2 separate regions of the Rattus norvegicus genome follow, and region 2 is linked to region 1. A link is a contact called in public Hi-C data. All regions are on one chromosome and are shown on one strand. The core of a region is the stretch at or near the end of the contact, and the rest is flanking DNA. Distances in the headings are between cores, read along the strand shown. Region 1 has its middle 170 kb from the start of Asap1. Region 2 has its middle 260 kb from the start of Asap1.

Evidence for each region. A called contact is a pair of places that touch in the nucleus more often than the background predicts.
Region 2: a Hi-C map of the A7r5 cell line shows a contact between it and region 1, with 1.8 times the contacts expected there. The contact joins two enhancer-like sites. A contact is called at or near these places in 3 of 12 Hi-C or Micro-C datasets (the A7r5 cell line, liver and psoas muscle).

The regions. Positions count from the first base shown.
Region 1 is chr7:98,149,690-98,155,950 of GRCr8, forward strand. No RefSeq gene overlaps it. Among named protein-coding and RNA genes, the nearest start is that of Asap1, 170 kb to the left of the region's middle. Within about 2 kb of position 4,737, at least 9 of the 93 cell types and tissues checked have an H3K27ac peak or open chromatin away from gene starts, as enhancers often do. A contact at or near this core is called in the A7r5 cell line, where this site is marked.
Region 2 is chr7:98,242,073-98,247,986 of GRCr8, forward strand. No RefSeq gene overlaps it. Among named protein-coding and RNA genes, the nearest start is that of Asap1, 260 kb to the left of the region's middle. Within about 2 kb of position 4,034, at least 12 of the 93 cell types and tissues checked have an H3K27ac peak or open chromatin away from gene starts, as enhancers often do. A contact at or near this core is called in the A7r5 cell line, where this site is marked.

The DNA.
Region 1 (6,261 bases), core at 3,487-5,986:
TTAGAAACATCTTGGCCATAAGCTTTGGCTCATTCTCCAACTAGCTCATAACTTAATTATCTTGTTATTTTAATATTTGTATGTCACATGTCAGTTTCCTTTGATCTGTTTTCATGTGTCTGCCCTCCTCCAGTTTCTGGGTTAATTCTGCATCTGGCTATTTCCCAGAATCCTTTACCTCTACCTCTACCTCTACCTCTGTCTCTCCTAATTTTCCTACCTATTTCATGTGTTTGTCCTCCTTCAGTTTCTGGGGCAATTCTCTTGCACCTGCTATTTCCCAGAATCCTCTACCTCTGCCTCTATCGCTCCCAAATTTCTTACCTTCTGATCCAGGCTCAGCTTTTAGCCAAGGTGTTTGTAAGTGTATTTAACTCTCAGAGTTGTTATTCCATGAGCAGGAGCATGGGAGGAAAACCATGTAACCTACAGAAAACACTATATTATAACTGTCTTTTCCTTCCACCATCCTGAACTCTAATCCTCTGAAGCCATAAGATCAATTAAATGTTTTCTTTTATAAGTTGCCTTGGTCATGTTATATTATTACAACGATTGAAGATATATATATATATATATATATGTATATATATGTGTGTGTGTGTGTGTGTGTGTGTGTGTATACTAATTGTATACCACGTTGTAGAAAGAGTGTTAAACTAAGGAATCAAGGATGAACACCATCATATTATACCTTAGCAGGAAAACATGAATGAATGAATGAATAAATGAATGAATGAATGGCTACTCCTCTGGTTTTATTACTTTAGTTTCCAAATTAGTAAACAGGACACTCAAACCTGAGATCTCCCTTGGGGTCACTGTTGCCTGCTAAGAGAATCTGGAGTCCTTGCAAGGTACAGGTGGGAGTTTAAAAAGAGCTGGGAGTGGGGTTAACATTTGCAGAGAATGCAAAACCAAGAGTGAAGCAGAATTAAAATTTCTTTCCTAAGTTCCTAGGAAAAGGGAAAGATATAGAATATTGAGAGTATCTAGATATTGAGATATCTAGAATATTAAGAGCCACTGTGGTTGAGTCCAAGACAAAGTCTGGCTGCCCCAGCAGGTGTTTTTGAACTTGACTTCCAGCTTTGGCTGTGATCAGCAGTCAGTTCACAGTCAGGTGTCCTTTTGAAACAACAGTGACTCCATTCTTCAATGTGACAGCGATGTCATCTCACCAGGAGTCCAAGATTTAGACCTTGAACAGGAAAGCCCTTTGCTTGGTCCTGGACTAACATACATGAAAGCCTGCATACTCATCCTCTAGGCTTATAAACACTCCATTTTAACTCCATTCTAACACACACACACACACACACACACACACACACACACACAGAAGCACACACACACAGGCATGCACACACACGCACCCACACACAGTGTATGCAAATGAGTCAGAGTAAATGTAATATTGAAATAAGTCTTTGTGAACTAATTAAGAGCCATTGCCTCCATTAACAACTCTCCTATGATTATCCTGTAAGCCACATAGCAGCTTAGCTTTCTGGACTCTTCTATTCTATTTGGCTGGTGCACATTTGTTAGTAATCACTGAACAGTATTAATATCTCCTTGCTGCCAGTGGAGCAATTACCTTACTGATCTGAACCTTGTGTATCTGTGTATCCCTCTCTCTCTCAATCCTTCCTCCAAACTAAAGTCTGAGTAATCATTCCACATGTCACTGTTCTATTCTTTGTTTAAGACACTTTGGAGATCTTGCGTTGGCCTTATTACAACATAGTCTTTTTAGTCTGCCTTGTAGTCTCTCTATGACCCAACCCTACTTCTCCAGACTCTCTGAGGCCCCACCAACATCTCCCACGGTGTTCAAGACACACAGATCTTATATTCTCTGGTTCTTCAAGACAACCGTTGTCTCTTCTCTTCAGCTCACTCCTGTCCCTTGTCAGTCCTGTTCCAAATGAATACTCTCTCTTCTCCTGAGGTCTCAGCACTGCTAACTGCTACTTTCCTTATGAAAGTAGCTGGATTCCCTCATCAGATTTTAATAAAAATTAAAATATTTTATTTTAATACATGTACAACACCTGCCCTCAAAAGTGTTCACTCTCTTAGGGGATCCATGTCTGTCAGGCTCACCTTGTGTTTCCACTATTTTCCACAATACCAAGAATACAGAGTAAACTCAATATGAACCATAATTCTCCCATTAGGACATGCGTTTCTTAAAAGTATCCACCAGTATCATCGGTACCATTGTGTGGGGTATAATTTAGTGCTAAGTGAATTATTATTGTAACTGTGAATGGAGATGGAGCTAGATATGTGATAACGGGTCAGTTCCACACTTGTTCTTCACTGATGAGATCTTGAACAGATCACTGTCTGTATTAGGGTTCAGTTTTCTCACCTATAGACTAGGCTATGTGGAAGCATCGCACCAAAGTGGAAGGCAGAAGTATGCTTCGCAGTGGTTGATAGGCAGCAGTGGAACCAGCCAAAAGAGACACGAAGATGATGCAGGGAGGAAATGCCTAGACAAGAACCAGCAGACTGCTGAGAGGTAATTCCATAGAAGAAACAAGAACCAGAATTTGTTTCTAGTGCCCGTTCTCAGAACCTGAGAGCATCTAAGATGCTGTAGGCATTTTGTCTGATAGAAAGATTCATGTGAAGTTGGTCTCATTTCCCTCTTCTCTACAGATTTCTGAGAAGAGCCACTTGCCTGAAATCATACAAGCGCTAAGCCAGAATTATAGCTCATCTCATACAAGTCCTGAGTTTATATTCTTTTCCCTGTCCTGTCCTGTCTCTGGGGAAGGTGACCACAAAGACCTGAAATTCATTCTATGTATGTATGTATGTATGTATGTATGTATGTATGTATGTATGTATCTATCTATCTATCTATCTATCTATCTATCTATCTATCTATCTATCTGTATATGTGTGTATTATACATGTATGTATGTATGTATGTATGTATGTATGTATGTATGTATGTATGTATGTGTGTATGTATGAATGCATGCTAGCCCAGCACCTGGCAGACATGGCATGCAGTTATTAGTCATTGGAGATTATTTGGTCCTCATCATGCTTAGTGCATGTTCTGAACTTATGATTCTGCTAGATCCCACCTAGTTCTAGGATTCAATATGAGAAGATGAAAGGTTACAGCGTGCTTCCTCAAGCCATAATTCCTGTGTCATTTGCATATTTCTATAAGACAAAGTGACCAGCTTCAGCTTCTACAAACACACAAATAATAGTTTGCTATATGACCATCATATTTAAAATCAAAGTTGGCTCCTGCTGAGTCTCAGTGTCCTAGAGCGTGAGAGGTACATTCACTTCTCAGTTGAGCAACTACTCTATAGGTACCCAGGATTCATTATCATTCAGTGAGAGTCAGCACTGTGCCCAGGGCATTGCTAAAGCTGTCCTTACAATGCCTCTGATCCTGGCCGAGAACTAGAAAACAAAGAGAGAGAGCCTAGGTCATTTACTTGTGTGCAGTTGGCCCTGGCCCTGGCTGTGTCAATATCCTTCTTGCTTTGCCTAAGCACAGGCTTAGTCATAGCTCAGTTACTCATCTCCAGGAGACGTTGGGAAGTGGAGATGTTGAAGGATTCTTGCAGGCCAGGATACGGTGCTTCTCCTATAAGTCAGAAACGGACTTGGCAATTTGGTCCAGTTTAAGACGTGAAAGGGAAGTGTTGACACAAGGCAGATGTTTACATTAGTGACCCTTGTAAGGTCCCTGTGGTCTTCGCATGTGCTTGTCAGTTCCATGTGGAGTAGCATTGTGGGGAGGTTTTTGATCTGGAGTCTGAAACTCCATGTTCAATTGTTGCCCTGCTGTTACTAGGTATGGGGCTGGCTGGGTAGGACACTGCTTTCTCTGAGGTTGACCTCCTCCTTGTCATAGGGTTTAATTGAGATAATAATAAAAAGAGCTTTGGTGCGCTATGAATATTTAATTGTTGGACAAATCATGTAAGAAAAAGTGTTGACTCAGGCTTTTGCCACCAGCTGTTACTTGGACAAGGTCACTTCCTGGCCTTTTCCCTGTGTCTAATGTTCTTTCCTTCCCTCCTAAACCCACAAGCAAATATGAGGCATGTAGACACAAACTCCCTATAGGAATACTTATAAAGGTTATTAATGCAGCCATTTTCCATTAACACAAACAAATAGTCTAGAAACATCTGGGGCACATGCATCAGGAATCTGCCCTGTGCTGACATTCCGTTTTCCAACCCAAAGGCATGCTGGACCCACTTCTGTGTCCTTGAACAAAGCAGGAGGGGTCCTAAGCCCGCCAGGACTTCCTCTGCCCCCTCTCTCATTTTCACTCCTGAAAAGCTCAGAGGCACCAGCAGCCAAGTAGCACTTGGGTGGGCTGGTAATGAAAACCCATCCCTGGCTGGGGACAATTCCCTCTCTGCCAACTCTCAGGCCTGTGCATGAGCCTTGATTCGCCTGGCAGAGATTTGTTCTGGGAGCGGCTGCTAGAACCCTAGCATGCAGAAGGGAGGTATATTCGGGCCACACTGTACTTCCTGTTCAGAAAAGGTCATGCATGGGGTTGAGTCCTTCTTCCATTAGGGGCTTGCAGGAGTTTCCCCTTGGGTCCCTGTTCCAATGCTCCGAGGAGCTAAAACAGCATCTGTCAGCTGAGATATGACTCAGCTAACAGAGCTGGTCTCCTGGGGCCTGATGGGCTCTGGATGAAACAAATATGTCTGATGATCCTGCCCTGTGTTGTGGGAGATGGAAAGATGCTGTGTGCTGAACCGTTGGCCCTCACCAGCCACATGCCTCAACCCTCAAAGGCGCTGCTTCAAGGATAGCTCTCACAAATGAGGTCATCTCCAAAGAGGTTCTAGTTTACAGACCCGGAGTCTGAGGCACAGCAAGAGGAAGTGATGTGTGCAGAGTGACTTATTTTGGAGGCTAAAGTTCACTCACCGTTGTGTGGAAGGATAAGGAGGATAAGTGTCAGGCTCACTCCTGGTTTCCTGTGATCAGGTATGGTGTCTGATCAGTCTAATCATGAAGAAGCAGAGAACCTGCCTGACCGCATGTTTTTGGTATGTGTGTGCGAGTGTGGGCTACACAAAGCTAAGAAAAATGCTCACCAGTCCCCTATGAGAAGGGCTTTTGCAGTGGGCTGTGGAGAGCTGGAGAAGAGGAAAAGTTTGAGGGAGCCATGCTGGGGGGAGGAACAAAAGTCAGGAGCCTAGAGATTCCTTAGACATAAACCTTGGATTTTGACTTTTCTGTGAAGTGACTGACTTTGCTACTCTCTCTGGAAATGTGCTGGGGCTGTCAAATCCATCACCCTGCCTGTATACTGTGAGAACTCCAAACAGCTGCCGAATAAAACAAATGACCTCTCCCTGAGACATTTTCAGTTGTTAGCAGCTTTCTGCCTCTGGCTCCATTGTCCTCTAAGTTATCTTCCTGTCTCCCTCTGCCAGTTTCACATCTGCTTCTAGGTGAGTCTCCAGGGAGTACATTTCTATCCTGATACTCTTGCCCAGTGCTTTTTCATAGCTTAGGGAAGCACAAAATATGGGAGGACACAACCTCAGTAGCTTTATGTGTCTTGGACCCCGACATCTTGTCTATAATAGCCGAGTGGAAGATGGCATAGCTGCCAGGACTCTATTGTGGTTGCTAAATTAGTGGAAGCATGGTGAGGCTATGCCCATAAACCCATCTGCTAGCCATCTCTCATGATTCCGGTATCCATGGCAATGCCCTCCTCCATACAGGGATGGTGATGTCAGGTGTGAAGTTTGACCAGGCCCCCTGCACTGGCCCTTCTACTTTCCAATTCTTTCAGTTCTCTTAAGCGACTGTGAAGAACCATGTTTCTGCTTCACTGCTGTGCAGCCTTCTTTTATCATTTCTTCCCATTTTTCTTCCCCCTACCTCTCTAACCACTGGGCTCCCTGAGGTTATGACATGCTATTTCCTCCATCTTATCTTTATCGAACACACTCTGAGTCAGCAATAACTGATTTTCCAAACCTGAAAGTTAGCCAAAAAAAAACCCTTTGTCCCAGATAAAAGGGAAGTTGCCTCGGTTGGACGGAAGAAGGTGGATGGTATACAGAGAGAAGGGCTTATCTTGCCTTTCAGATAACAAGTGGTGGACCAGTAAGCTTCTGCTCTTGCTTGATGGAGATGAAGGGCTTCAGTGGAAGAACCACCCTTGAAATCTGAGGGGCTTGGTTCTGCCTGTTCCCTGACTATAACCTCGTGTGACTTATTTTTCCT
Region 2 (5,914 bases), core at 2,784-5,283, 92 kb after region 1:
AGAAGAACCACGGGGCTTGGAGAGACAAGGCATTGTCACTGTGCAAGGATCTTACCGGATTCAGTTTTAAATATTGCCAACAATTGTGATTCAGGTAGTAATGAGGTGGTGCACATGCTAACAATGTAGTCGAATAAGGCTGTTTTATTTTTTTGTGGGCTAAGGTTGACTCTTGAATTCTAATGTGTGCCCTGCTTGAAGCAGTCAGTGTGAAAGGCCAGTGGGAACAGTGTTTGCACAGCAAGAATAAACCCAGAAGATCTGTGAGTGAAAGAACAGAGTGTGGGTCTGTCCAGGGGGAAAGTGTGACAGGTTACCCTGTTGGAGAAAGGGACATAGGGTCAGTCCTGTGGGGCAATATATATTATGGGAAGGTTTTCTCGGGTTTATATAAGAAATTTGCAGACTGGAGAGATCTTCTAGGGAAGGCATGCATGGTCCAATAAGGAAGGTGCAGCCTTGAAATTTATGGCAGGCAGAGGTGTGAAGGATCTAAAGGGGGACAACGGGACTGTGTCACGCTACTCTCTGGTCCTTTGCACCTTTGAGCCTTTCCCATCTTGGCTCTCCTGTCTTCCTCACTTCACGCCTGTGACTAATCAGTGAAGAAATGATCAGATCTATTCTAGGACAGGAAACCAAAGCTAAGACTGACTTACTCAGCCAAGGTCCTAATCCCAGCCACAGCAGAGATTTGCCATGGTCCAGGTATATGGTCCCTACAACACCTACTTCTGAGGGAGCCATCCACAGTGCTGACAGCCTCTCTTTAGATGGTCCAGCAGAGGACTCCATTGCAAACCATGACTGTGGTAGCAGAAACACCCACTTCTAAGACCTGGCAGACTAAACAGAAGTGTTGCTACCTATGGGATCTCACCCACAGTAGATCCATCTGCTTCAAAGAACAGCTGATGAAGACATCCATGTGGCACCGTGGTGCTTGTGTAGAATTGTGCTGAAACCCCAGGGAACACCAAACGGTGACCCCCCAATTATAGACGCCTGAGCAGCAGGTACCAGTCTAGGTCCATGTCCTCAGATGTGCTAGAAATGCAATGATCTTTGCTTATTTCCCCAGGGGAATCTAGTTTTGATTTCAAGCTGTTGCTGGCTAGAGAGGTGATTGCATGATTTCAGCCCCTTTGGGCATTTTTGTCAGGAGATGCAGCTCAGATCCTGCGTTTTGTTGATCTCTAAGGTGCTGAGCAGAGGCATTCTGTGTTGTTATTGCCAGAGGTGATGTTCCCATCTGTGCTTCAGCCCGTGTCCTCTCCTGCCTCTGATCATGAGTCAGTCTCCTTTGGCTAGGGACAGAGAACACATGACTGGTTTTGGCCTCATTCTGCTGTAAAGGAACAGCCATTTCCAGACTCGTTCTGCTGCCTGATGACACAGTGAGACTTGGGGACTCGGTTGGCTTCCTCACAGACACATGCATCCAATGCACAGATGTCCCCTCTGCTTCCAAAGAATTCTGAGCTTTGACCTGTGGGCAATCTCACTGTCACATAGGCTATCCTGGGGCAAACAAAAGACACTCATTTTAATAAATTCTGTGTCCTTATTCCAGTCCAGGCAAACTGCTTCCTGTGGTCTCAGAGAGCCTGAAACACAGTCCATGCTCACTGCACACCACACAGGCCCTTTTGTCTTTGTAAGAGGGTCAGGCTTTTAAAGCAGAGTGCATTGTTTGTTTTTCTTCCCCCTGGGTTATCTTTCTTATCATCCAATAAGCATTGAATGTTTTACCTGCTGCTCAAATGCAGGGATAGGAACACAGGATACCAGGATATATGGAGACCAGAAAAACGAACAAGATGAAAAAAAAAAACCTCTATTGTTAAAAATTCAGCATTAGGGCTGGAGAGATGGCTCAGTAGTTAAGAGCACCGACTGCTCTTCCAGAGGTCCTGAGATGAAATCCCAGCAGCCACACGGTGGTCACAACCATCTGTAATGAGGTCTGATGTCCTCTTCTGATGTGTCTAAAGACAGCTACACTGTATTTGTATATAATAAATAAATAAATAAATATTTAAAAAATTCAGCATTAACTTTGTTCCTCATTGTGCACCCAATTTTGGCAGCATCTGCTTGGAAGTCAGAGGAGCTGGTTTGAATAATAATTGTGAGGTATTGGGCTCATCAGTTGACACACACGTATGATTCTCTCTCACCTACAAAACAGAAGCAATTATTCTTAAACGATGGCTTACTTGAGGTTTATAAAAGACAACATCAGTTATGCTATCAGCACAGTGCTGGGTATTATTCGTGTTCCTGCCTGAACAGACTTCCAGCTTCTATGGGCATTGCATTTCTCTACCTGTTAGGAAGTTTCCAGGACTTTCAGGCTGTGTTATTTCCCAGAAGTTCTCACAGGACTCAACGATGCTGTAATTATTACCAACATCATCGTCATTATAATGGTATTGATCAAATGTTCCTCAAAGACCAAATTTCATGACTTGAAACCCCAGTCTTCAAGGTGGTGGTATGTCCCCCACCATGAATCATATCACCCACCATGAATCATATTGTTACCATAGATTGTGGACTATAGCCTTGAGCTTAATATGGGGAATTCCAAGAGAGTAGACCTAGAACAAGGGATTAAATATATATTCTCTTTCTCTGCTTCCTTTCCCTCTCATTTGCTCTTCTCTTCTCCTCTCCTTTCATATCTCCTGCCTCCCTCTCCCTCTCTCGGTGAGTCTCACTGGTTTACTCTGCGGTTTGGGCATAGGGCCATATGTATGCTCTATCACCAAGTTAATCTCGGGTCCTTCACATGCCTTTATGTTGTCATACAACCCACCTCTTTATCCTGGTCAAGCCCATAGTGCTCTGACAACTCTCTCAACAGTTTTTACCTTCTCAACCTCCTGTATAGAGGAAGAACTTCCAAAGGCGGGATGGGGACATCAATTTGTCTATAAGCTGTGCAGGGATAAAAATGCAGTAGAGACTGAGGGGAAGAGCCAACCAGCTTGAGACCCAGTGCATGTGATAGCCAAGCCCAGACACTATTAATGATGCTCTGCTATACTTGTAGACAGGAGCCTGGCATAACTGTCTCTTGAGAAGCTTCATCCCAGCAGTGGATGAAAACAGATGCAGAGAAATACAGCCAAAGATCAGGAGGGGCCTCTGAGAATGTTGTGGAAGAGTGGGGAACAGAATTGAACTGGCAGGAGGGGTCAAAGACACCACACAAAGGCCTACAGTGTCAATGAACCTGGACTCAGGGGAGCTTACAGAGATTGGGCCACTAACCAAAGAGCATGCAGTGGCTGGACCTAGACCCTTTGCATATGTGTAGCATATGTCCAGCTTGGTCTTCATGTGGGCCCCTTAATAAATAGTGCAGGGGCTATTTATGACTCTGTTACCTCCTTTTGGATCACCTTCCCCTAACTGGACTGCTTGGTTGGGTCTCAGTGGGAGAGGAGGCGTTTAGTCCTGCTGGGACTGGATGGCCCAGGGTGGGGTGGTACCCAAGGGAGGCTCCCTGTTCTTTGAGGAGAAGGGGAGGGGACAGTGGAGGAGGGATTTGTGAAGGTGGGACTGGGAAGAAAGGAAGGAGGGGGGAATGTAAAGTGAATAAAAAATAAATTATTGAAGAAAAAAATAACTTAGGTTTGTCTCCCTGCTCTTTGCAGTTCACTTCCTTTACATTCCAGACTAGACACTTGGCTTGCTCTTGAATCTCATTCATTGTCCTCATCTTTCTTTCCCTCATCTGAGTGAGGGAACTCAGTGCTCTCCTGAGGGTCTCTTACTCCTGCACCTCCTTCCTACCCTTATCACCAAGATGGCTGCTTAGGTGAGCCTGTCCCCTCCCTTGTACTCGCACAGATCAACCCTTACTGATCTCTCCAGCTAAGTCTTTTGAAGTCTTTCCCTCAAGCTGTCTTGGCAAACGGGGGCTTTAGTTTCCTGGCCCCTTGCCGGTCACTTTCTTCCCTGTCTTCTGAATCCAAGTTGTTATTCTCATAGGATTACTCATTCCTCTGGTATTTTCTCCCTCCATCTGGACTGCTTGCTCTCTCTGTCCCTCTCCTATACCCATCACTATTCAATCACCAGTGCAGGCCACTCCCCTGGCCGGTCACTATCCAATCAACAGTGCAGACCACTCCCCCTTGGCACAAATGAACCATTCTCTCCCTTTGTCTCGGCGAAGCTTTCACAGTCCTCTCTCATGCTTCCATGATGTCTCGGAGGATTTGATGGCTGAAGCTTTTTGAACATTAGTGTAGATGTTAGCATGCCTGGGCCAGACACCATGAAAGACACATAGTATGTAATTTTCAACTCAATTAAACAGGGAACAAATGGCAAAATCACAGCTTGAACTCCACATATTAGAGTCTTGTGTACTGGCCTTTGTTTAATATAGTGGTTCTCAACCTTCCTAATGCTACGGCCCTTTAATACAGTTCCTCAGTTTTGGTCACACTCCTGCCCCCGACCATAAAGACCATAAAATCATTTCAATGCTACCTCATCACTGTAATTTTGTTACTGTTATGAATCATAATGTAAATATCTGTGTTTTCTGATGGTCTTAGGCGACGTCTGTGGTTGTCTGACTCCCAAAGGGGTTGCAACCCACAGCTTGAGAACTGCTGCTTTAGGGTTGGTCATTCCTGAACATGTGGGATTCGATTTCAGATTCTTACTTTCTTCGTTTCTATAGGCAGTGGCTTTTAAATGGAAAATATTTGAATTTAATGTTCAACTCCCTTGTAGCTACTTCCCGACTCCTCCCATTGATTTTGGTTTTCTTCATCAACCATTCCTTCCTTCCTTGCTGTACCCTCTGCTCAGGAATCACCAGGCTGCTGTCACTTTGTCATGCTGTACCCAGCTGTAAAGCAAACAAAATACCCCCGGGAGCCTCTGTTTTATGAGTGAATTTTATTATGTTTGAGCTTTGGAAGCCGGTTGTCACTTTCTAGCTGTGCTTTAACATAGTGGTGTTTTTCCATTATCATTTTTACTGCAGGAAAGAAACCCCAGGGGTCTAAGACACTGCCACCTGGTGGTTAAGTGGAAAATAACACATCTTTTAGGAAAAAAAAAAGGTTACTGAAGGTGAAAACAAAAAACAAAAAACATTTGCTGGTGAACTGAGGGTACAGAGGCTAGAAGAACCACACCGAATTTGTCTGTGAGAGGCTTATGGTAGTGTAAAGCTCATGCCATCTCTACCATCACAGGACAAGTGACACTTGCAGTCTCTGTTTGCAGATCTGGAAATAGACCCTATGAGAGATCAGATTCCAATAGCACAGTATATTGTGGCTTGGGGGATTCATACCCCAAAACGTCTGGCTCCCAAAACCCCTGATTATCTACCACAGATAAAGCCAATCTTTGGGGAGAAATCAGACTCACAGACCTCGTACGTAGGGACGAATTATCAGTAAATTCAAATATTGGGTGGGATGCTACATAGAAGAAAGATTTAGTTCTTGGCCTACAGACATGCCCCCCACAACAAACAGATTAAAACTATGTGTGTTGGCTTGCTTGTTTATTTGTTTTTGTCAACTTGGCACAGACGAGAATCATTTGGGAGGAGAGAACCTCAGCAGAAAAAAAAAAATGGCTTCATAAGCTTGGTCAGCAGGAAAGCCTGTAGGGCATTGTTCTAGTGATTGATTTGGGAGGACCAAACCCACTGTGGGTAGTGTCATCTCAGGGCTGCTGGTCCTGGATGCAGTACAAAGACATGCTGAGCAAAGCCATGAGGGGCAAGCCAGTTAAGCATGACCTCTGCACCAGCTCCTGTTTCTATTGCCGCCCTGTTTGAATCCTTGCCCTGGCTTGCCGTAGTGATATACTGTAATGTGAAACTTGTAGCTAAAAGAAACACTTTACTTTAAAGTTGTTTTTGTTTTAT